Linked DNA regions of Mus musculus: all the other regions are linked to region 2. The links are chromatin contacts, called in public HiChIP or PLAC-seq and promoter capture Hi-C maps. All regions are on one chromosome and are shown on one strand. Each heading gives the region's core, a stretch centred on a gene start, on an enhancer-like site or on the middle of the called end of the contact. The rest is flanking DNA. Distances are from core to core; before and after follow the strand shown. Region 1 holds the start of Slc37a4 (solute carrier family 37 (glucose-6-phosphate transporter), member 4). Region 2 holds the start of Ube4a (ubiquitination factor E4A). Region 3 holds the start of Hinfp (histone H4 transcription factor). Region 4 holds the start of A830035O19Rik (RIKEN cDNA A830035O19 gene).

Region 1 (6,265 bases), core at 721-3,220, 570 kb before region 2:
GGTCAGCTTGGTCTACAAAGTGAGTACAGGTAAGGCTACACAGAGAAACCCTGTCTCGAAAAAAACAAAAACAAAAACAAAAAACGAGAGGGAGGGGGAGGGGGGGAAAGGGGAGACCGGTCTCAAAGGAAGTAGTATTCCAGGCTGTCCTTTGACTCCACACCTACGGTAACACATACACACCCAACACATACACACCACATGACCATTAAAAAGATTTTTAAAGAACTCGAGGTTTCGTCGGAATTCTGTCTTTTAAATGATGAGACTATATTGTTTTTTCTCTGTTCCGACTAATCTGACCACGAATTAAAACTCCAAATTGTGCTGAATTTATTTTCCAGAGAAAACACCATGCCTCTACAATTCAGGGAGTTTCCTGAATCTGCACCCTAACAGGAGGCACTCTATAGACACTGATCGACGAAACGTAATAGGTCATGTGGTGCTCAGCCTATAAGCGGCACTGTCCTTTCACTGGAAGCTGCTTGACAGGCAGGATGACGTCTCCATCCCAGGGTGGACAGTAGTCCGCCCAACTCTGTGCATGCGCACCAGCCTTACTCGAGTCCCGCCCCATCCCACTAGGGGTTACCGCCTCCGTCCAGGTAGGGGTGGCATGCGAAGGAGGGGCGTCAGTGAGGGCGGGACTAGAGGGCAAGTCTGGGACCTTGGGGCTCCCCTGACTTCCGACTACGCCGGAGGCTGTCCGGGTGACTGCCCTTCCGGGATGGCGACAGTTCCACGGCCCAGGGACAGCGCTCTTGCAGATGCGGTGCCCTCGTGGCTGCAGCGCACAGTCTCCGCAGCTCTCTTGCTCCTGTCCCCAGGACCCGCAGTTCCCAGCCAGGAGTCGGGTGTCCCGGGTGGCTTGAGGACACGGGGTGCTCGGCAGGTGGCAAGCGGCGCCGCCTGCCCATCCTGACTGGCAGAGCCTAGGCTGCCAGAGCGAGGGGCCTCCCGAGGCTACGTGCGGCTTCTCTCGCCTACGCCTTGTGCTCCAGCGGCTGTGCAGCGGAGCAGAAAGCTGCGGTGGCGTGCTTCGGGGACCCACAGCCCCGCAGTACGGACCCCCTACTGATGTCGCAGGGTAATAGGGATCCAGAGGCAGTTCCAAGGGGGTCTCATCCAGACCTAAGCCCTAGGCGCGCCTTCTGCGTGTCATTGCAGGGTGAACTGAGGGGCTTGTCCCCCCGTTTAATTTTGCAACTACTGCAGTTATCTCGCTCCTTACCTACTGTTGTTCCTTGCACATTTCAGTGACAGAGGCCAGCCTTAGTGGAAAAAGGAGAATGGGAAATTCCAGAAATAAACGATAGGCTTTAAGAAACTTTTACTATGGTGCCTCATTGTGTTTTACTATTTACTTACTAGGTCTAATTTATGTATCTACCTTTTATCACTGTGTGTATAAGGAAAGTGTATGCGCTGTTCCCTACCACCATGAGGAGTTCAAGAAATATATCCCCCAATGAAGGGGATACCTATTAGGAAACTGTACTCCATTGTGTGCTAAGCATTTGGTGAAGGCTCAGCAGTGGGTGTGGGGTTGTTTTTAAGGTATGTGGTTGATTGAATGAACCTGGGGGGTAGGAACCGATCTAGTGCCTTTCACAATGTCCGGCAGCCTGGCACCGCAAAGGAACCTGAGAGAATGAGAAAGTTCATTGACCAAGGGAGTAGGGCTATACTGAGAGCTTGCTCTGCTCATCCTACCCGAGCCTCCCCTGGGCTTGTGCAGACAAAAGTAATTAGGCTGAGCCTTTAATCACAGCTGGCTTCACAGGCAAGAAGACTTGGGAAAGGAGGGAAGGGCAAGCAGTCCTGGGGACCCTCTCCTCCCCCGGTTTGGCTCTCAGTAACCTGTTTTCTTGTCTCTCTCAGGACACTGGGTTCCCTGGTTGCTGCCCCAGGCTTAATGATTGTCCAGAAGGCGGCTATAAAGAGCCTGGGTGGAGGAGAGAGAAAGCGCACAGAAAAACACAGCTCAGCAGATCCAGGCACTAAAGAGAGCTAGCTGCAAGCAGGAGCAGTCAAGAATCTGTGGTCAGAAGTACTGGAGTGGGCCAGCAGGGCCAGCTTTTTCTACCATGGCAGCCCAAGGCTACGGCTACTATCGCACTGTCATATTTGCGGCCATGTTTGGAGGCTACAGCCTGTACTATTTCAACCGCAAAACCTTCTCCTTTGTCATGCCCTCCTTGGTGGATGAGATCGCTCTGGACAAGGACGATTTGGGTAAGCCATGGAAGGGCAGGGTGGTGGGCTGTGGGATACACCATTTGGAGTATGGTTTGTCCAAGCATGGGGGGTTTCAAGCTTGTATCAGGTGGAGAGGCTGAGCTCCATGTGCCTGGGTGTGGGTGTACATGTGAAACCAGTGCTTAGCCGGTGTATATGCCTGGCACCCACACGTGCCCAGGAGGTGCTACTGGGAGCGGGTAGCAAGGTTTTCACACCTGTTCGTGCATGCTGCACCTGCAGGTCACGGTGAACACTGGGAGAGTAGCACCATGATTTGATGTGTCCTGCGTGCTACCTGCCAGGGGGAATAAGATCTTTGACTCTAGAGTCCTTCGCATTCAGACGTGTTTGGGCTTTTGGCGAGCATTCAGAGTGAGGTGGGAACTGCATATTCCAGGGGTAAAGAAAGAAAGAAATCCAAGAGGCTGAGAAGGTCCAAGTCAGCCTGGGCCTGTGATGCACGGCTCAGCAGGCAGGAGAGTGTCAAATCCGGGAAGGAACCTGTCTCACCCTGCCAGGCACCTGTACACACCTGACCCCTTACCTTCCTCCGCCCCTCCTGTGCCTCTGCCCTGTCCCTAACCCCTCAGGTGTCCTGCTCCCTGCTCCCCTTCGCTGCAGGGCTCATCACAAGCAGCCAGTCGGCAGCCTACGCCATCAGCAAGTTTGTGAGCGGGGTTCTGTCAGATCAGATGAGCGCCCGCTGGCTCTTCTCCTCTGGGCTGCTCCTGGTTGGTCTGGTCAACGTAGTCTTCTCATGGAGCTCCACAGTGTCAGCCTTTGCTGCTCTTTGGTTTCTTAATGGTCTGGCACAGGGGCTGGGCTGGCCCCCCTGTGGGAAGATCCTGAGGAAGGTGAGTGCATCTGATGAGCCTGAGGGGGAGGGCACCCAGTGGGCACTTGGGAGCACCTCTTCTTACACAACCCTTCCACCCCTAACCCATAGCAGGTTCCTTAGGAGTTCCCTGCCAGCTCCTGCTGCTGTTGGGATATTTTAGGAGCCTGAGGGTGGTGGGATCGGGTGGCAGACGAGGGACTGGGCTCCGCCAAGTAGAAGCACTCTTCCCTCATCCCTGTAATGTGAGTGTCTAGGTCTGCCACACTCGAGCTGCTCCTTCTGTGTGGCCTCTAAGCCAGGCACCTATTCTGTTCCCCTCTGCCTCACAGTGGTTTGAGCCATCCCAGTTTGGCACTTGGTGGGCTGTGTTGTCAACCAGCATGAACCTGGCTGGAAGTTTGGGACCTATCTTGGCAACGATCCTCGCCCAGAGCTACAGCTGGCGCAGCACACTGGCCCTGTCTGGGGCACTGTGTGTGGTTGTCTCCTTCTTCTGTCTGCTGCTTATCCACAATGAACCTGCTGATGTTGGACTCCGAAATCTGGACCCTGCCCCCTCCAAGGGCAAAAAGGGTAAGCCTCTATCAAGCTGACTCCTAGAGCACCTTCCTTTGCCCCTGGCTCCGCACGATTTTGTTAGGACTAGCCTTTGCCTTGCCCTGTGCTTGCCACTGGATGTAGGCGAAGGAATGGTAATGGAGATTGGGTGGGAGAAGTAAAGATTCTATCCTGAAATCAGCCAGCGCATCCTGAGCCTTCTCTGACAGCACAGATCTCTCCATTCTGGGTAACCCCCTAAGTTTAAGCAGTTTGGGTGCCTTCTTCCACCTGCACCGTCCTCATTTCCTTTCATTTGCATCGAGGTAGGGGAGAGGGAAGCAGGGCTTTGAGGGGGTGCCCCACATCAATCCTGGTGGTGCTCACAGCCTGTTCTGGCAGCTGGCTAATGAACGGTGGTGGTGCAGTGGGGGCAGGCCAGCAGGAGCAGAGCCCAAGTCCTAGCTGGCCTCTCCCCACCTTCAGGCTCATCAAAGGAGGAGAGCACCCTACAGGATCTGCTGCTGTCCCCCTATCTCTGGGTGCTGTCCACTGGCTACCTCGTGGTCTTCGGAGTAAAGACTTGCTGTACAGACTGGGGCCAGTTCTTCCTTATCCAGGAGCGAGGGCAGTCCGCCCTTGTGGGTAAGATGAGTGTTTAGACAGAGAAGGGTGTACAAACCAGGGGCCAATGCAGGAGATGGGATCTCCACCCTCTCTCCCTTTCTCTACTTCCCCCTTAAGGCTGGGCATCCTTGGAGGTAGGTCTGTACCTTGGGATAACCTCAATGGGAAATCCCTGTTCACTCTTTTCCCTTCCTCCTCCCCACAACTCCCCATGCAGGTAGCTCCTACATCAGTGCCCTCGAGGTCGGAGGCCTTGTAGGAAGCATTGCAGCTGGTTACCTGTCAGACAGGGCCATGGCGAAGGTGAGTGGGCAGGAGGAACTGCGAAGAGAGGCCCTTTGAGGCTTCCTCGCATGGCTGGGCCAGCCAGTGGAGATGGGAGTCCTGGCAAATGAGCTGGTTAGCAGAGGGTAGACGTTGGGTGAGATGGGAGTGTTTCCAGGTTTCTCTTGACCTGCCTTGGTGAGCTTCTCTTTCCCACTGAAGGAGACCCAGAATCTCTCTCCCTAGTTAGTAGGCTTCTCTGCCTCAAGAAAACTAGGGGTGGCAGTGGACTAGGTACAGCTCCCTAGCACGTGTCCCATGCCTGCCCCAAGGTGGAGGAAGGGATGTTGTGGAATTTGGCCTCAGAACACGGAGCAGCTCCCAGGGCCTCCCAGAGCTGTCTGGGTCCAAGAACTGTGACAGATTGCCAAAGACCTGTCAGCAATAGCCCTGCTGTGTCAGAGTCCAGGGGTGGGAGTGTTTTGCCCTGCTTGGAGGGCCTGATATGGCTGTTATTGTATCCATAGGCAGGGCTGTCTCTGTATGGGAACCCTCGTCACGGCCTATTGCTACTCATGATGGCTGGGATGGCAGCATCCATGTTCCTCTTCCGAGTAACGGTGACCAGTGACTCACCCAAGGTAAATAGAGAGCCTGGCTGGCTGAAAGGTACAAGGAGAGGAAGTAAGACATCCTCCTCTGGGCCCGCTCCTTCTCCCTTTGCTTCTGTTTATACCTTATTCTCCCTCTTTGGTACTTTGTGTCTCGCCTCCACTCTGGGCCTGGTTTTCTTCTCTTTCCTCTGCTCTCTAGGATGCTTTCTGGACTCCTGCTCTCCATCCTCTGGCTGAGCTCACAGGCTTTACGGAGCATGAGGTGCCTTAAAGATATCTCTGGTTTTCCTCCTGGTCTGTCGTACTTTTGTTTCACCCTTATCTTGCCCTTAATTAGCCCAGCTTGCACAAAGTCTGAAACAGCCAGCATCCAACTCTGAGGGGTGACTCTATCTCCCCTGTCCTTGTCCACCTAGACCTTTGGGGTTGGCTCATTCACTGTGGGGTGAGAATGGTTCCCGACTATGCCTTGTCTAGTTTGTTCCTGACGGCTAGGCTCTCTTTCTTCAATAGGCACCTATGGACACTCTATAGTTCTCAATGCCCCCTCTCGCTCTTCTTGCAGATCTGGATCCTGGTTTTAGGAGCCGTGTTTGGTTTCTCTTCTTATGGTCCCATTGCCTTGTTTGGAGTCATAGCCAATGAGAGTGCACCTCCCAACTTGTGTGGAACCTCTCATGCTATTGTGGGACTTATGGCCAATGGTAAGTCCTTCACTGCTTTGCTCGGGCCTATTAGAGGCAGAATGCCTCCCAGCTTAACCCTCACATGTGGCTCACTTCTTCTCCCCGCAGTGGGTGGATTTCTGGCTGGCTTACCCTTCAGCACCATTGCCAAGCACTATAGCTGGAGCACAGCCTTCTGGGTGGCAGAAGTGGTTTGTGGAGCCAGCACAGTTGTCTTCTTCTTGCTTCGAAATATCCGCACCAAGATGGGCCGAGTATCCAAGAAGGGAGAGTGAATCGAGTCCTCGCTATGGAGCATCCCCAACTGCAGCCTTACTGGCAGGACACGGAAAGGAGAGCGGCTGCTCTGGCTAACACAGAACCTTTACGTTTCTGTGTCTCCACTGTCTCTCTGAACCTCCATGGTGCTGCAAGTTACCAGTGGCTAATGAGGTCCCGACTCCCATCCCATGCTC
Region 2 (6,813 bases), core at 2,319-4,818:
TTTTATTTTATTTTTTTAATTAAAAAGTCGAGCCTCACTGTGTAGCCCAGGCTATCCTTGAATGTACAGTGATTCTTCTGCCTCAGTCTCCAAGTGCTAAGATTACAGGCATGTATCGCAATGCCTGGCTTGAGTTATTTTATATTTAAAAAAATACAACTGAATGATCCAGCTCATTAGATAGGAGACAATGATCTGCAGCATATATATAAAAAGAAAGCTGAAAGCAGGAAGAACAGGACATATTCTCAAAACTATCAGGAGAGAGGGCTTAGCACCACAAATGGCATCACTTCCTTTTTAATTCTATTCTCTTCCATTATATACACAAGCTAACTTTCTATTACATCTTTTCCCTGCTTATAATGGAATTTTAAAACTTCCACAGAGCACTCCTGGCAGATCAACTGTGCTAGCCTCTAGGACCCTCAAGTACAAGTTCATATCTGATTCTGAAACTATCCTCCAAACCACAACGCTTAAGCAAATGTTCACGGGCAGTCTCAGTCTTCCAAGTGATTACTCCTGAGCTGCACGTAGCCACACCACACCATTCCTCGAGATCTACTTCAAGGCACAGACTTATTACATCTGGAGATGCAGCAACAGGCCAAGCTCCCAGGCCAGACACTGTGGCGCTTCAGTACCTATGCATATGTAGAACAGAGAATGAAAATAAGCCTGCTATCACCTCAAATGCTGCCCTAGTCAGCTTTAACTGTCAACTTGACATAGCCTAGAGTCATCTTAGGGGAAAGCCTGGTTTGAGATTGCCCAGATCAGACATTTCTTTGGGGGAATTGTCTTGACTGGCTAGCTAATGGGGCTGGAGAGATGGCTCACTGGTTAAGAGCACTGACTGTGTTCTTCCAGAGGTCCTGAGTTCAATTCCCAGCAACCACAAGGTGGCTCACAACCTTCTGGTGTCTGAAGACAGTGACAATGTACTTAGATATATAAAATAAGTAAATAAATCTTAAAAAAAAAAAAAAGCAAGCAAGCAAAGCATCAGCCAGCAAGCAACATTCCTCCATAGGTTGTACTTCAAGGTCTTGCTTGAATTCTTGCCCTGACTCGCCTCAGTGATGGGATGTGACTTGCAAGTGCACAAATAATTCTTTTCCTCCTTTGAGTTGCTTTTGGTCAGAATGGTTTATAATGACAACAGAAAGAAGACTAGAAAGAATGTTACAAACAAAACAAGGTTTTGCCTACCCCACTGAAGTCATCGTTCTCGTATCTACTTAAAATAGGTATAGAGAATTTCCTTCTTTAGAAGCAAGGCTAAATCATGTGACAACTTACAGGAAAAAATGAGGGCCCACAGATCACCTGTTGAGAACCTCGGTGGAGATCCAGGTTAGACTTAGTCATTGAGCTTACACATGAAAATAAAAGTACCTAGGAAGAAAAGAAAGGTCTGGTGAAATGGACCCTCGATACCTGGTTTGGCTTAATACTTACTCTACCTATTTTAAGTTTCCCAGCTTGAGTAGAGTAGTGCATACCTGTAATCCTTGCACTTGGGAAGTGAAAACAGGAGGATCTTGATGTCAAGGCCAGCCTGAGCTACACAGTGAGACCCTGACTCAGAAATAAATAAGTAAGAGGTTGAAGAAATGACTCTACCAGAGTACCAGAGTCTGGATCCCAGTACCTGAAACAGGGCAGCTCACAAATGCCTGCAACTCCAACTCCAGGGACCTGACAACTCCTGCTCTCTGTGGGCATCCACACACTCTTACAGGTACACATCCATAAAAAAATAGATTCTTTAATAGGAAAGAAAGAAAGTGAGAGAGGGGAAGAAACAAAGAGATTAAGAGAGAGAGGAAGAGAAGGAAGGTAGGGAGAGAGAGAGAGAGAGAAAGAAAGAGAAATGGCTCAGTGGTTAAGAGTACTTGCTGTTCTTTTAGAGGACCACAGTTTAGTTTCTAGCACCCATGTCGGGCAGCTTACAACTTTCTGTAACTACAGCTCTTGGGGATCCAATACCCTTTACTTTTGTGGGCAGCTGCACACATATGGCATGCATATATACAGAAACACATATGGAGACATAAGCAAAACTAAAAAAATTATCTTTAAAAAGAAACAGTAATAGTAATAATAAACCCAAATTCCTTGTTTTCAGTTGCCACACAGAAACACATCCACTTTCTTGATAGCTTTTGGGATGGCACAACTACCAGCCCCCCCAAGGCTTTTGGATTTGATTCATTTTTAGTAAGTAACTTCACTTTACATACCTGCTGCAAAAGTCTACATCTCTAGGAAGTGTCAACCATTGGACCCATACAATTCTCTCATTTTCTCCTGACTCAAGCTTCTACTTATATAGAGTGCTGCTAATCCTTTAAGGCCACTACTGGCTCCTGAGAGCATACAGATATTTTAAGATCATGTCCAATCCAGTTTTAAAGTAGAACTATTGGTAACACTGAAAAACAGATTGCTATAGCCAAGTTCTATGGCTAAGGTGGGGTTGGGTGTAGCTCTGTTCTAGAGCACTTAGTATGCACCAGGGCTTAGTTTATAACCCCAGCAACTCCCTACCCCAAGCCCAAATTACACTGTATTAAATTGTACTCCATAAAGTCTCTATTTTGGAATTTAAAAATGTTCCCAAAGTAACATGTCTACCTGGAAATACCTTCAGTGTTACATTAGGTGTCGTAACAAAAATCCTTGCAATACGTTTATCTGCAAGCTAGGATCTCATCAAGTGAAGCACATACACGTCCGAAAACAAAAAAAGAACACAACACAACAAACAAAACCGTCTCTAACAAACCCTGGCATTTCATCTTGGGCCCCATTTTATGTCTCTGGGACCAAAAAAGTCAATGACATTGAGACTTAACCCATTCTTGCTCTAGGAGACAAAAAAGAATCCTAAAAGGAACAATACTAAACACAAAACGTCTGACTCTATGGTCAATCTGAGAAATGTTTTCTCGACCAAGAAAAACTCGAGCAGAATCCAAAGAGCTACAGCTGGGAAGCCGTCACTCGCTTTAAAAGTCAACCTCTTGCTACACGCACCCTACTGGTTTGATTGCTATGAGTCGAGCTTCATTTTGTCTCCTTGGCATCTGGCACTGTCGTTCACTCTTCGTATTTTATCCTTTGGGGTTCAGTAACATTCATAGGCAGCAGGGAGACCCACCCACCCTGCGCAGGTCCTAGATAAAATAAGTCAAAAGACAGCCACAGCCCACACTCGGGCCTTTCCTAGCAGGGACTTGGCAAAGAAGAAGGGAATGTGCAGAGCCACCGGACGCCGGAGCACCGTAAGGGTTTCCAGATTAGACAGGGTCGAAGTTCAAGACGGACCCGGGTCAGGCAAGCAGTTGAGAACAGCAGGCATGCAGGGGCCTTGACTGGCAATTGCTTAGGAGAAAACCGGGTCGCAGCCTCAACACTCTCGTCCTCTTATACCTTGCCTCTTACCGGAGCCTGAAAGGGCAGGGACGACGACACCTCACAGCTACAGCGACCAAAAGGTTCTTACTTCCGACTCAGCAAGGCAACCGGAGCTGACATCATCGCTGAGCGCCGAGCCTGTTGGGTCTTTACCCCGCGCCGGAAGTAGGGCGGTGTCGGGCTTCGCTAATGACAGAGAAAACACCGAGGAGGCGCATGCGCACGTTTGCTGGCAGCTAGCGAGGGTGGGGGGCGGGCCGGAAGTGGCTTTGGGATTGGGCTAGGCAGCAGGGCGGGGCGGGGCAGGGTTGGCTATGACTGCGTGCTTTGAAGTTTTGTGGAATATGAAGCTAGACCTTGGAAATCCATCTCTTGAGGGCAGATACACTATTGTGGTGTCGGGCTCTGCACAGACTGTGACTTTTTGCTTTTTACGCTCCCTTCTGTCCTATGGCTTTTTGGAGCCGTTTCACTCGTTGTGGCTTAGAAGCAGTAACAATACCAACAAGGACAATGTATAAGACGTTTTGAGCAGGTATTAGGTGCCAGGCAGCGCGCTATTTTGGGTTGGTCTTAGATTTATCTATACAATGCTAACAGTATACAGCCTACAAGTCTGGTTAATTTTTAGTTTTTAATTTTGAAAAATATTTATGAGCATTGATTGGTGTTTTGCCTGTATGTATGTCTGTGTGAGGGTGTCAGATTCCCTGGATATGGAGTTACAGACAGTTGTGAGCTGCAATGTGGGTGCTAGGAATTGAATCTGGGTCGTCTGAGCCATTTCTCCAGCCTTGGTTCTTAGTTTTAGTAAGGAAAATGAAAATTAAAACTGTAGTGAGTGGGACACCGTGGGGCATGCTGTAATTCTAGCACTTGGTACATAGAGACAGGAGAATTGAGCATCCGAAGTCATCCTCTGCTATTCAGTGAGTTTGGACTAACCTAGGGTTACTTCAAACCAACCATCCAACCAACCAAAACCCTACCCTATTCTGAGATACCCCTTAAAAAAAATTATATTGGCACAGCTCAATACCTCAGCAAGAGATTGGTAGCATACATGCATAGGAGTACCAGGCACTTCTTTGCTGTACTTGATAGTGTATATCTATATAACTGCTATGAAGTGAGATTTAGTTTAATAAAATTACATGTTCAGATATTTTTCAATGATATCTTTTATTCTTATTTGTTACTAATACTTTACATATATTCTAAGTGACATTTATTGTTAAAGCTAGACCAAATCCCTAACAATGACCTACAAATAATGAGACAGGAGACAATCTTGTCTTAGACATGACCTCCCAAATGCAACAAAATCTATAAAATGGAATTTATCAAAAAGACTTTTGCATTTCAAAAGTCACCATTAAGAAAGTGAGGTTGGGGCAAAGATTAATATTATGTGTTGTGTAAAAAGCCATTGCTCTGAGCTGAAGAGATGACTCAGCGGTTAAGAGCACCGCCTTACTTTCCAAAGGAGGCAGGGTTCAGATTTCAGCATGCACCTAGCAGCTAGAATCACTAACTCCACTCTCAGGGATACAATGCCCTCTTCTGGCCTCCATTGGCTCTGCATGCCCATTGTGCAAAGATAGACCAACAGCCCTAACACCCATATACACAAAATAAAAATAATACAAAATAAATGTTAATGTGGCTATATTGAAGTAGTGACAAATATTGTTGAAAATTCAAGATTCATAAAAACAAAAAGCTGTCATGTCAGTAGGGATGTAAAACGATGCTGTTAGTTTAGAAAAGAATTTGGCTGTTTCTTTAAGAGCTAAAAGTGAATTTGCCATATGATCTTCATTCCTAGGTCTTTACTCCAGAGAAATGAAATTATAGTTGCATAAAGAGCCTTGCACGCTGGGCTGTGGTGGTGTAAGCCTTTAATTCCAGCCCTTGGAGACAGGGCAGATGGATCTCTGTGAGTTTGGGGCCAGCCTCATATACAGAGAGAGTTCCAGGACAGCTAGGGCTACACAGAGAAACTGAGTCTTGAAAAAACCAAAATAAAAACAAAATAGAACATTTCAAAAGAATCCTCATTGCAGCAGTGCTTATAATAGCCGAGAAGTGAAACCATCATGTGTCCTTTGACTGGGGAATGGACAAGCAGTGGACTGCCCATGAAATGGCTTTTCAGCAAGAAGAAACAAAATACACATATACTTGGAGTTCAAGGCTAGATAGATAGCAGGACCTGTGGGAAGCCACATATGCCATTACAAGGTGACGCTGGCTACCACTGGCCACCACGCATACGGTTGGGTAAACAACCAATGTGTACATATGCAATAACGTTTTTTGCCAAGACACTGCCTGGCCCGGGCATGATAATGAGGTTCTGTGAGGTACTGAGAGTATAACCAATCAGGTGTGAGGCATGCAAATGAGGTAGAATGCATAACCAATCCGGGTGTGAGACACGCCTCTCCTAGGCCTATATAAGCAGCACCAGTGCTGGGCTTGGGGTTTCGCCTCTGCAATCAAGCTCTCCCAATAAAGAAAAAGAAAACTTGAAGAGACAGAGACTTGTGGCTGCTTGGGGTTGAGAGTCAGCATAAGGACTATTAAAACAGTGGTGGTGATGTTTTCAACCTGAATTATGATGGGGCAAATTACTAAAAACTGCTGAGAACAGGTGAAATCACTTAAAATTGGCAAATATTATCATAGGCTAATTATATATCATACAGGCTTCTTTTTTTTTTTTGGTTTTTTTTTTTTTTTGGTTTTTTTTTTTTTTTGGTTTTTTTTTTTTTTTTTTTTGGTTTTTCGAGATCTAACTCCTTCTGGCCTCATAAAGCACCAGGCATACATGTGATACACATACATGCTGGCAAACACCAAAACCATAAAATAAAACGTCAAGAATGAAACCTGTGAGCCCTGCGTGGTGGCGCACGCCTTTAATCCCAGCACTTGGGAGGCAGAGGCAGAGGCAGAGGCAGGCAGATTTCTGAGTTCCAGGCCAGCCTGGTCTACAAAGTGAGTGCCAGGACAGCCAGGGCTACACAGAGAAACCCTGTCTCAAAAAAACCAAAACAAACAAAACATTCTAAGTTTTAATGTTTGCTGGGTTCTTACGCAGGTCATAATTCAGTGGGCCAGTGCAGCAGTGAGGTGGCACATCAAGAAAAAGTATCTGCCACACAAATGTGACAACCTGAGCCCAATCCCCTGAGAAACAGAAAAAGAGAACCCACTCCACCATGTTGTACAGAGGCTGGAAGCTTCCAGGACTAGGCCTAGGATAGCAGACAGAGGCAGTAAGGCTTAGAGACGACAATCACATCACATGAATAAAAGTTACTTTTACAGGTGCTGGGGATTGAACCCAGGTCTCTTGGAAGAGCAGCCAGTGCTCTTAAG
Region 3 (5,912 bases), core at 2,641-5,140, 660 kb before region 2:
CTGTGATGTCCACACTCCATCCATGGCATGCATGTGCAGACACATATACACACAAAAGTCACACGCTCCTTCTGCTCGTAATCATTCTTTACACCCTTGCTGACTGACTTCTCTAGAGATGACTTCCTAATATTTTTATGAACGAAGAAAGTATAATTAAGAAAATAAGCCTCAGAGGGCTAGAGAGATGGCTTAGAGGTTAAGATGGCTGCTCTTCCAGAGGACCTAGGTTCCATTCCTAGCACTCATATGGCAGCTCACTACTCTCTGTAACCCCAGCTCCGGGGGATCCCACACCCTCATACAGACACAAACGCAGGCAAACGCCAATGCACATGAAGTAAAAAATAAATAAAATAAACTTAAAAAAAAAAAAAAAAAGCCAGGTATGGTATGCACTCCTTTAATCCCTGAGCTCAGGAGACAGAGGCAAGTGCACCTCAGAGTTTGAGGCCAGCCTGGTCTACAAAATGAGTTCCAGGACAACCAAGGCTACACAGAGAAACCCTGTCTTGAAAAAGAAAAATGGGGGTTGGGGACGGGGATGACTCACGACTGTTCCCTCAACTGTCCTTTCTCTAGCGGTCGGTCGGAGTCACACCTCCCTTAAGCTCCTTCCTGCCCCTTACCAAGTGGGTCCTCTTCCTCTTCTTCCTTAGAGCCATGCATGTGCTGCTGCAGGTGCTGAGTGACATGGTCGAAGAACTCCTCCATGGCCGAGCACACAAAGGAGCAGGACCCCCACTCACACTGGAGCCCCAGGTTCTCCTTCCGGGGAACTTTTCCAGGAGGCGACATGGCCTTTACCTTAGAGGAAGAGGAAGAAATCCAGAGTTGTAAGACTGTATTCCAGGGCTGCTGGAGGCAGACGCAGGCGAGCAGCCCACTGAGAGCCAGCAGGTATTTTTCGGTATCTCGAGTTTTTGGGTTTGTTTTGTTTTTCAGTAGGGATGGACCAGCAGTTTCTCAAGCTCTACAGGCTGTCTGGCTTCCTGGAAAGAGAGAATAATACTGAGCGTGGGCCAAGCACTAAGCTAAGGATGTTAACAGACATTTTCTCATATAGCTTCTGAGCATATTCCCATGGGAGACAGAACAATGCTCAGTTTCAAAGAAAGGCACCAAAGTTAAATCCCAGATCCCACTGCCTACCGCCTACCGCATGTGAGGTCTTGGCCAAATTGGGGATAACAAAACTTTTTGTTTGGAATATCACACTTACTGTATATATAGCACTATTTTGTTGAATGGAGATGGAGAGAAGGCTCTGGTTAGGAGCCCAGACAACTCTTCTAAGGGATCTAGGTTAGACTGCCAACAACCATATGGCTGCTACAACCATCTATAACACCAGCTCCAGGAGATGAAACACATTTTTCTGCCCTGAGAGCACTGCAGGCATGTTATGTGACCTCCATACAGGTAAAACACCCATACACATTAAAGTAAAAATAAATCTCAAGGGGCTGGAGATATGACTCAGTGGTTAAGAGCTCTGGCTGCTCTTCCAGAGAATGTGGGTTCAGTTCCCAGCTCCCATATAGTAGCTTACAACTGTCTGTAATTCCAACTCCAGAGGATCCAATATTCTCACACAGACTTTTGTTCGTGAAAAACACCATTGCATGGGAAAGAAAAAAAAATGATCAAGTTTTTTAAAAAGCCCTCACAAAAATACTATTTTGTTCTTGTTTTGGTTATTTTTGGTACTGAGGACGGAATCTAGGACCTTATAAATAGTATTTGGGACAGGGTTTCCCTAATTGACCCAGGTGGGCCTTAAACTTACTCTGAGGTCTGTCTACTGTGCTGCAATCCTCCTGCCTCAGACTCCCAAGTAGCTGAAATTACAAGTTTGAGCCACCACACTCAGCCATGGTAAACACTCTGTGTGTGTGTGTGTGTGTGTGTGTGTGTGTGTGTGTGTGTGTGTGTGTTTGGAAGTCAACTGGAAGGGACCCATGGTTCCTCAAGAATCAACCATCTGAGGGCTTTGTTTGCTTTTGATAGAGTCTCTCCTTGCCCTGGAGCTCACTGAGTAGGCTGACCAGTGAGCTCCGAGGAGACTCCTGTCTCTACTTCCCAACAGGATCACAAACATTCATGGGCCTTTTTACAAGATGGGGTCTCTCTGGCTGCCTTGAAGCAAGCTATGTAGACCACGCTGGCCTTGACCCATCCATCTCTGCTTTTCAAATGCTAGGATTAAATGCCTGTGCCACCACTCCCAGCCATTGGACTCTTTGCTTTTTTAATGTGGGCTCTGCAGATCAAACCAAGGGCCTCCCGAGGTTTGTGAAGCAAGTACTTTACTGAGCCACCTCTAGCCTCATATTAAGCATTTTATTTGCATCATGTTATTAGTAACACTATGAGGCAGGCATCATTTAAACCTCATTTATAGATAAGCTGAAGCTGAGCCCAAAGTTCATATTCTTATTTCATATAGCCTACATGACCCTGAAGCATTCTACTCCTTACTGGATTACGTTAAATTTTCCGTCAGGCATTCAATACCATAATTTGTCTTTGCTTTGCCCACACAATACTAGATCCCACTACTCCTTTAACGTTAAAATGTAGATTCCATTTGACTGAAGGAGCCCTGTTTACACTCCAGTGTCTATACTTTACTAAACATTTTTAAGAATATAATAAGCTGGGCGTGGTGGTGCACGCCTTTAATCCCAGCACTCGGGAGGCAGAGGCAGGCGGATTTCTGAGTTTAAGGCTAGCCTGGTCTACAAAGTGAGTTCCAGGACAGCCAGGGCTACACAGACAAACCCTGTCTCTAAAAACAAAACAAAACAAAAGTATATAATAAGTATGTAGTTTAAAAGAACGAGAACAAAGTGAAAGGTTGATGCAAAATTTCTAGGAGGGACATTAAAGGGACAATTCTGCAGAAGTGAGATGGCTCAGTGGGGGAAAGCAGCTCTTGTCACACTAGCCTGACAACCTGAATATGACCCCAGGAACCCCACCACCACCATTCACTCACATATGCTCACACCACTAATCAAGTGGTGGGGAACAGGGTGGCGTTGCCAGTCTTTGAGACAGGATCTCTTGAGAATTTCAGGACAGCCAGAGCCACAAAGTTAAGATGGTCTCACAAAAAAGAAAGCCACCACGGACATCACATTATGTCTAAGGGTGTATCTGTCTGAAGAGGAAGTCAGAAGGATGGAGAAGGAAAATAAAACGAAACTCCTTAGTTTTGTGATCTTAAATTACTTAAGCCATATGGGCCTAATGCACTACTGAGGCTCACTAAGGGTTTGCTACATCTAGCCTTGTTTCTGAGTGTTAATTAGGGGATGGAGAAGCATCCAACCCCCCCAGGATCCTTACCTGACATTTCATCACTAGTCAAAGTACAAAACCATCCCATCAACAATTATCAGGAGAGTATATACTCTATCGCCAGGCACCAATGAACTCTGAGCCACAATCCAGAAGAAAGGCCCAGGTCCTAAACAAGGACTCACAGACCAGGATCTGACGGCTGAACCCCGCAACCAATCCAAGGCGCAGGACCAGGGAGATCGGGACACGAAAAGGCCGGTGGGCAGCCTCGCCTGGGCGCTGAGGCCGGAGGATAGGTAGCTAGAACTCAGAGGAAGTAGCCCATCCGGGAGAGCTTCCCGGGATCCCCGGCGTCAAGCGTGGTGCCGAGGGAGTCCAGCCGCAGAGACCCCCTAGCCCGAGGGCGCGGAGGCTAAGGGCCGGCACGGACGCCACACCGAGCGGCTCCAGGAAGCCCGGCCTTCCGCAGGCTCCGGAGAGAGCCGCTTTAGCCGCCAAGGTACGGGAGCCGCAAGCCTCCACTCACCTGCCAGCGCCGCTGGTTTGCCCAGCGCCCCACCCACCTCACACCATCTACCCCGAGGCGTTTGAGCGACGACCAGCGACAGCCAATCGCCGCTCTCGAGTCGACCGACAGCCAATGGCCGCTGCGTCTGTCAGAGCCCGTGCGCACCAAAACACGGAAGAGGCGGGAATCGTCCCGGAGAGGGCTCCGAGTCCCAAGGGGGAGAGTGAGGGACGACCGGATGTGGCTGAAGTTCGCGTCACCTTCAAAAGTGGGTTGGGCCTGCTCCCGACTGTGCGCAGGCGGGAAGCTTTGAGGCTTGAATTCCCACTACTGCGCAAACTCGCGCCGACCACCCACTGGGCATGCGCCTAGTTTGGCCGGCCTTGTCTGTCATCTTCCTCACGGTGTTTGTAGTTCGGTTAGTTGTCTAGGTAGTTCGCCTACACTGGGGCACCACCTTCATCTTTGATTTTCTTAAGTCTTCTCTGTTTTATGTACCGTACCCCAGGTTGACCTTGGACTCACAGAGACCCACCTGCCTAAGTGCGCCACCTCACCAAGTTTAAGGGATACTGGGGGATTCATTCAAGGGTTTCTGCTTGCTAGACAAATGCTCTACCAACAGACACACACACACCAGCCCCGGAGTCTACTTTTTTTTTTTTTCTTTTTTCTTTTTTTTTTTTTTTTTTTGGTTTTTTCGAGACAGGGTTTCTCTGTGTAGCCCTGGCTGTCCTGGAACTCAGAAATCTGCCTGCCTCTGCCTCCCAAGTGCTGGGATTAAAGGCGTGCACCACCACGCCCGGCCGAAGTCTACTTTCTTTAACACGTGATCATCCATATTCCTCTATCTTCACTTCCATTCTGTTCGACGAATGACACCCATTCCAGAACTCCACACTCATTTAACATGCCCCAGTGCTTAATTTCTCTACAAGACATCCTTCACAGAGCCCAGCAAAGTGATCTTTAACAAAACCAGACTCGATCAAGTCAGAATTCTGTGTAAAATATTCAAAGGCGTTCTGTTGCCTTCAGTACAATGGCCCCAAACCAAATGGAGAATTTCCAAACGCCAGCATCTGGGTGCTGCCTACCTCAAATCCTATCTTGCGTCTTGGACCTCATTTCCTGCACCTCAGACACAAATTTCAGTTTCCCCACCACACTGTGCCTCCTTTTACTTCCCATGTGTCCACTTGTTTTCCCCTGAAAGTCTCCCCTTCCCACTTCCCATTACGTAACTAGCCATTCTTGTGTTTTCAATGGAGACGGTCCTTTGCCTGAGAATTGACTCTTCTTATTATGATATATTGTATTTGTGCTTACTACTGTGCAGTCTACACTACCCAGTGAGAAAGACCAGTTGCGCCTATTTCTTCGTTTTTATAAACCAGTCACAGTCACACAATCCAGTGAAGGAAATTCAGAATTTAAAATTGCCATGCTCAAGCCAGGCGTGGTAGTGCATGCCTTTAATCCCAGCACTCGAGGGGCAGAGGCAGTCGGATTTCTGAGTTCGAGGCCAGCCTGGTCTATAAAGTGAGTTCCAGGACAGCCAGGGCTACACAGAGAAACCCTGTCTCGAAAAAAAAAAAAATGCCATGTGCGGCGGCACATAATTTCACTCCTAGCACTCCAGAGGAAGCGGCAGGTGGACCTCTGAGTTTAAGGCCAATCTGGTTTACATAGTGAGTCCTGGACCACCCAAGGTTAGACAGGGAGAGAGACCTCCCCTCCGAAAACAAAATACAGCCAACCACCACAATGAGCTTGGTGTGGTGACACATACACACTTGTACTCCCAGGGGAGGGGCAGGGGAAGGGGAGGCAGGAAGGAGGATCATAAAACCTGAGGGCAGTTTCCGGGAGCTGGTACTATATAGTAGGTGACAAGACAGCCTGGGCTAGAGACACTTCCTCAAAAATCATTTTGTCTGTGTCCTATGTAAATAAAAGTTTAGAGACAACATAAAAATAGGTCAAGTTGAGCCAGGTGTTCACAGGCCTGTAAACCCAAATCTGCTGCAGCTGTGGAGGCAGAAAGATCCTACAGGCAATGTCTCGAGAAAGAGAATGTAGCTGTGGTCATGAT
Region 4 (5,918 bases), core at 1,129-3,628, 990 kb after region 2:
TCAGCGGAGAAAAGTTTCTCAGGCAGCACAAGGTCAAGTGAAAAAGTTTAAGAATCTTAAGGCAGGAATGGGGACAAGGACAGGGTGTGGAGAGGCATCTACTTCAACAGCCAGCCCCGTCCATCCCTCAGAAGGGCACATGCATTTCCTACCTGCACAGTGATGGCTGCCTTCTTAGTCATCGTCTGGTACATGCCAATGAAGGCTACATTGTTGTCCAGATCATAGACAGGGCACTGTGGAGGAAGGAAGGAAGAGGCAGATGGATGGGGAACTGGGCCCTGTCCCCTCTGCTAATGTCCCAACTACTTTCTGATGGAGGATAAAATGACAGACAGCTTACCAGGACATCTTGGATGGAGATGACTGAGCAGGGGAAGGCCTTCTTGGAGGTCACCTTGACAATTACCGAGTCCACACCATCAGGAAACTCGTATTTGAAGTACTGAGAACATAGGAAGGGAGAGTGTCATCTCAGGAGGGTGCTCTCTCTGCCCCTCCGAAGGGATCTGTCTCCTCCAAGGGAGGTTTCAGAATCTTCTTGGCTCAGACAATGAAGCTACGAGGGGAGAAGAGCCTTGACCGTGAACATCCCAGTCCTGCATGTCCCTGAGCACTGATATCCTGTGTGTCAGCTGGGCACATAGGATTGTGCCTGAGAGGCAGAGTAGGAAAGTCAGTGAGCAGACCCTGTCACTGCACTGTCCCTGCCTGTCTATCCACACAGGAGCTCCGAGAGTCCCACCCTAGAGACAAAATTAATTGCTAGTCCTAGCAATTCTGTACCTACTCCTGCTCTCATATCCAAATCTCCCCCAATTTTCTTTTTTGTTGTTGTTGCTATCTTGAGACAAGGTTTCTCTGTGTAACCTTGGTGACTTAGAACTCACTATGTAGACTAAGCTGGCTTTGAACTCAAGAAACCCACCTGACTCCCAAATGCTAGGATCAAAGGCATGTGTGACCACGTCAGGCTGAGGGACCCCATTTTGATAAGGGATTTTACCTGGGGCTGGGCTGCAGTGGTATTAAAAGTAAACAGCTCTCCAGTCCTACAGGGAAGAGAGGAACCCTACAATTACGCTCAGCACTTGGGAAGAAGGCAGAGGCTGTGAGGTCCCCTCTCTCTTACCCTCAATACCTGAGCACAAAATTGTCCACACGGTTGACTCGGAGCTGGTAAGTGGTATTGACGGGTGACAGGGTAGACACGTCCACATAGAAAAACTGGATCTCAGACTCATTCTTGGTGGGGGGCTGACACAGAGTTCGTTCCACTTTTTGGTAGAGGTACTTCCGCTGATATCTATGGTCCAAGACAGAGAAGAGTGTGACTAGTCCCAGCCAGCCTGAGTTCTTCCTATCAGGTCCCCATATTTCCCATTCCCTGGGCTGACAAAGTTACCCTCCTGCCACTGGGCTCAGGGAGAAGGGAGAAAAACAAAAAGGTTCCCCGGGTGAGGGTCCCTGAAAACCTGGCAAGGATGCCCCTCCCTACATCCCCAGGTCTTACTCACAGTCCTCGAAGGATTAGGGGCACCTGGAAGGACACAACAGCCTCCTTCTGGCGGACCACAAACAGCAAAGGCGCCCCTTTCTGCTTGTTCAGGACATTCACAGACACTCGCACACCCTCGGTCTGCAGAGAAGGAGGCATCCTCTTTCAAACTCAGCTCTCTGTTCCTCAGACACATGACTCTACAGACTGCAGGCTGAGCTCTGCCCTGTGCCGTCCATCCTGGCCAGCCAGGACACTGTCTGTGCTTCTCCTTGTGAGGGAACAGGCCAAGTTTCTAGAAATGACTGACACTGTCCGGTCCGAGGCTTGAAGAAGCTCGCTCTTGGAAGAACGGGTATACAGAGCAGCAGAACCCAGGCAACAGCAGGGATATGCAGCGGAGACCTTAGAAGGTTCCAGGATAGCCCACATGCACACACATGTTATAGACACGTGTCTACACACGTCCCTGTGCACACACTGTCACGGGAGATCAAGACGTGCCCTCAAGCCCTCAATCTTCTTCCTCATGAACTAGGAAAGCAGCAAGAAGCTCCGGTTCCACTGCTACTCTGGAGGCCAGAGCCCTGCAGGGAGGGGTGTAGGGAACTGTGTCGAAATACAAGTTGTCTCTCTAGTTCTGACCATGGGCCAAGCTCTGAAGTGACTTTCCATCTGAACCTTGATTCACCCTCTCTAAGAAAATAAAGAAATAACCCACCCTCTCTGCTGCGGACAAAGCTACACAGGACAGTGGGCGTTTAAAAGTGAAGAAATCACAACTGCAGACAACTAGTTACTAGGTTGCTGAAACCAAATCTAGGGGTAACGTTTCCCTGAGGGGTAGGTGCCACTTCCGGGATGATCCTGGAAATGGTACTCAAAAGGGGAGATCAGACTTCAAGGAAATGGATCCTGATGGTTGATCATGGCCTGCCAGAAACCAAACTCCTCTCCCTCCCAAAGAAAGCCTCAGGTGCCTCCTCCTCAACTCCAGTGCTTCCGAGTCAATCCAGATCGGGCCTTGGAGAATGAGCAAGAGAGCTAGGCAGGCCACACAGCCAGGCAGCAAGAATCTCCCAGGCTGTGCTCTGCCTGGGCCCAGCTCTGCCAGCCTTCTTTCTACTTTCACTACTGGGAAGAAATGAGTAAGAAGTCGGAGATAGTTCTGTCTTAGAAACAAACTCCCTTTTCTCTTGCCACTCAGCCTTCGAGGGCCTTATCTTGTCACCTTCAACTTACAAGGCCAGCTGGCTTTCTGAGGCAAGGAGGTCTGTCTCCTTCACCTCCCTGTGACCGAGCTCTTTCAATTCTAAGTTGGCCCCATCTGGAGTTGTCTGAGCCACGCAAGGCTGGGAGCCTGTTTTCCCCTCACCCCGACCTCACAGACTGAGAGCTAGATTGAGAGCCAGGTCACAGAGCAGACCAGACCGGTCCTGATCACAGCTGGTGGCAGGGAACTTCCCAAGCTGCCCCGCTGGAGCTGCCCGGGAATGCTGGTGGAAACCAGGTCTTGGCAGGGGGAGGGCGGCTCAAAGGCTGGCGGAGAGGAAAGGGGCAGCATCAAGTCCAGGCCGGGCGCCCACCCGCTCGGCCGCCCGTGGAGTCCCGCGCTCACCCGGTTGCGGGTCACGGTGTGGTTGAAGGTGTAGATGTTGACCAGCTCGCTGTTGACGTCGTCCGCGTAGGTGCGCTCAAACTCCGCGTCTTTCTGCGAGACGTTCTTGGGCCCCAGGGCCCCCAGGTGGCTCTCGACGGAGGCCACCAAGAGCACGCACAAGGGCAGACGCCAGGCGATCATGGCCCGGGACGGCGGGGATTGGCGACGGGACGGCGACCGGGCGCGTTGCGGCTGCCGCAGCAGCTTCCAGCATCTCACCGGGACCAGAACTTTAACCCCGGCCTCAGATAGGACGCGTCCCCTCCCTGGAGCCGCTCCTGGGCCTCGCGCGGATCCCGGCTCGCGAGGGCGGCACCGCGACCCGCTACCCCAGCCCGGCCCAGCCCGGCCCAGCCCGGCTGGAGACCCGGCGTCCGCTCGCGCCCGGAGAGCCGAGGCGGCGGTGGCCCTGGCCCGAAGGCTTCCCGGACGCGGGCCCTTTAAGGGCGGCGGACGCGGCGCAGAACTCGGAGCTACCAGGAGCTGCGCCGCGGTAAACAGCGGGCTGTGCCCGCCCGCTTACGTCATGGGAAACCGACGCGGATTTAAAGGGCCAGGCTGCCTCTACTTCCCACGCAGCCGTCGCCGCCTCCTTCCTTCGCTGTCCTGTGAGCGTCTGGAGTTGGGTTTTTCACGAAGGATCACTAAGTATTGGATTCTTGCTTTTGTGGTCCGCGTTTTTTTGGCTTTTTGAGACGGCTCACATAACTCAGGCTGGTCTGGAACTGGTCGTGTAAGTTTGGAGAGTCTTGAACGCCTGATCCTCCTCCCACCTCTACTGCTGGGTGTTGGCATTGCTGGCAAGATTCACAGAGCCCAGTAAGTGCAGGGTCTTGCTGACAGATGATTTCTTTGCTCAAGACAGGAATTGTGCTCCAAAATCATTACCCCAGCATCATTCTTTTTCCCTCATTGGCTCATAAAAGCGCCTGCCCACTGAGAGCAGCTCAGCGGCCGCTCCCCTCTCACAGTAGAGGGGATAACCAGAACCAGGGCACCATAACCAGGATGCCTTCCAACCTGTGAGCTCTGTCCCTACTCTGCAGAAACTGCTTTGTTTGTTTGAACAAAGCCCACGGAAAGATTCTGACCTTTCGTTGTCAACTGGCAAAAACCTTTCTGAGGAACTGTTTTGGCTTAGGCTTAAAAGAGCTCTATACCCTTCAACCCAGTCATTCCACTCCAGGGACTGTGTCCTACGAATAAGAAATACAAATAAAATATGGGGACAGCAATTTGCATCCCTGTGATCTTGAGAAAGCTCAAAGGAAACTGCTTGTTCACAGTGAAGGAAGAGGTGGTCAGAGATACTACTATGAAGTTAAGCAGATAGATTCTTAATACCATCAAAGGGACATCTAAGGAGGGAATTCAAGAATAACATTATATAAGTGGTATATAATCCAAACTTCAGACATAAATAGGAAAATATGCACAAGAACCGAGCTGAGATGGCTTATCAGGAAGAGGCACTTGCCATGGAAAGCCCGGCCTGAGCTCTACACCAGGGAGGAGAGAACTAACTCCACAAATTTGTTCTCTGACTTCCACAGACACCTGGCAACATGTGCTTGCGCACTTCACACACAGACACATGAACAATAATAAATTATATATATATATATACACACACACACACACACACACACACACATGTACAAGGGTGGATGAAGTGTCTCAGTGGGTGCGGGTGCTTGCCAAGATGCCTGATGACCATCTCTGGGACCCAAAAGGTGGAAGAGGGGAAAAACCTGACTCTGCAAGTTGTCATCCGCCCTCCACATGCATGCTGTAGCACCTCTGAAACATACACATATACACAATATGTAATTAAAGGTCATTACAAAGAACACAGACACACACACAGACACACAGACACACACATACACACACACACACACTTGGGTTCCATCCTGTTAGGAAAAGTATCGGTTCAGGGAGCCCCAAACCAAGTTCTCAGCACAAAGGAAGATTGATTTGCCACAGAAGGCATGGAATATGAGACAAAGACAGGAGACAGTGGATGAGGGAGAAGGGGAAGGGGTATTTGAGGACAAAGGACTGCCTCTGGCTAGAGAGGAGACAAATGTGGCCCATAGGGAAATGATGGTTTATAAAGGTAAAATGGGAAACTCCATGTTAGGATGAGGCGTTTAATTTTAATTGGGCATGTTAATTAGGCGAGCCAAAGGGAGCTTTTGATTGCTGGACTTCAACACTTTGATAGCTGGACCTTGGTAATCAACCTCAGGTGAAAGGATTGGCTAAATTAAGGAACAGACCTTGGGGGCTAGCTTTAGGAATGTATAATGTCTTTTTAGAAAGACAAATGGGGGAGAAGGGCAAGGCCTGCCAAGCCATGCTCACCAAGCTCAAGCTGTCAGAGTCCCTTCAAACCCCCAGTATGGTAAGTAAATAAATAACGTGTGCTACAATTGGATGTATTGTATTTCTGTAGACAAATTTTGTGTTTAAAGAAAAAAAATGGGCTGGAGAGATGGCTCAGCAGTTAAGAGCACTGACTGCTCTTCCGAAGCTCCCGAGTTCAAATCTCAGCAACCACATGGGGTATCACAACCACCTGTAATGTGGGATCTGATGCCCTCTTCTGGTGTGTCTAAAGACAGCTACAGTGTACTTACACATAATACATAAATAAATCTTTATACAAAAAATATGGCCAACCCTGAAGCTGTCAGATGTCCTGGCTAGGAGCATGTAGGCTAGTACCCCCTTTCTCAGAGTACTATCCATTGACAA

Evidence for each region. Promoter capture Hi-C pulls out the DNA fragments that hold promoters and counts their contacts. HiChIP or PLAC-seq counts read pairs in DNA pulled down with a chosen protein or histone mark. Capture Hi-C pulls out chosen DNA fragments and counts their contacts.
Region 1: a promoter capture Hi-C map of adipose tissue shows a contact between it and region 2, with 2.6 times the contacts expected there. The contact joins the promoter of Slc37a4 here to the promoter of Ube4a in region 2. A contact is called at or near these places in 3 of 39 promoter capture datasets (the HPC-7 cell line, erythroid cells and hippocampal neurons), 2 of 115 datasets of contacts at active chromatin or transcription factors (astrocytes and extraembryonic endoderm stem cells) and 2 of 9 other capture datasets (adipose tissue and liver).
Region 3: a promoter capture Hi-C map of pre-B cells shows a contact between it and region 2, with 2.3 times the contacts expected there. The contact joins the promoter of Hinfp here to the promoter of Ube4a in region 2. A contact is called at or near these places in 3 of 39 promoter capture datasets (erythroid cells, liver and pre-B cells), 2 of 484 Hi-C or Micro-C datasets (CD8 T cells and liver) and 1 of 9 other capture datasets (liver).
Region 4: a contact with region 2 is called in an H3K27ac HiChIP or PLAC-seq map of differentiating embryonic stem cells, with 5 times the contacts expected there. The contact joins the promoter of A830035O19Rik here to the promoter of Ube4a in region 2. A contact is called at or near these places in 3 of 39 promoter capture datasets (hippocampal neurons, liver and pre-B cells), 3 of 115 datasets of contacts at active chromatin or transcription factors (astrocytes, differentiating embryonic stem cells and stem cell-derived neural progenitor cells) and 2 of 9 other capture datasets (adipose tissue and pancreatic islet).

What each region holds. Positions count from the first base shown.
Region 1 is chr9:44,396,384-44,402,648 of GRCm38.p6, forward strand. It overlaps Slc37a4 (solute carrier family 37 (glucose-6-phosphate transporter), member 4), which reads left to right and starts at 1,971. Exons shown (of 8, transcript NM_008063.3): 1 at 1,971-2,238; 2 at 2,866-3,098; 3 at 3,412-3,655; 4 at 4,106-4,264; 5 at 4,464-4,549; 6 at 5,038-5,151; 7 at 5,690-5,828; 8 at 5,919-6,265. The coding sequence starts at 2,091. The coding sequence ends at 6,085. Mir7085 (microRNA 7085) reads left to right here and starts at 4,040; the gene lies at 4,040-4,105.
Region 2 is chr9:44,962,032-44,968,844 of GRCm38.p6, forward strand. It overlaps Ube4a (ubiquitination factor E4A), which reads right to left and starts at 3,569. Exons shown (of 21, transcript NM_001346698.1): 1 at 3,454-3,569; 2 at 1,306-1,401.
Region 3 is chr9:44,301,781-44,307,692 of GRCm38.p6, forward strand. Hinfp (histone H4 transcription factor) reads right to left here and starts at 3,891. Exons shown (of 10, transcript NM_172162.3): 1 at 3,836-3,891; 2 at 630-807. The coding sequence starts at 798.
Region 4 is chr9:45,951,608-45,957,525 of GRCm38.p6, forward strand. It overlaps A830035O19Rik (RIKEN cDNA A830035O19 gene), which reads left to right and starts at 2,379. Exons shown (of 1, transcript NR_152206.1): 1 at 2,379-4,391. It overlaps Sidt2 (SID1 transmembrane family, member 2), which reads right to left and starts at 3,642. Exons shown (of 26, transcript NM_172257.4): 1 at 3,117-3,642; 2 at 1,518-1,639; 3 at 1,142-1,306; 4 at 1,007-1,052; 5 at 344-445; 6 at 153-236. The coding sequence starts at 3,299.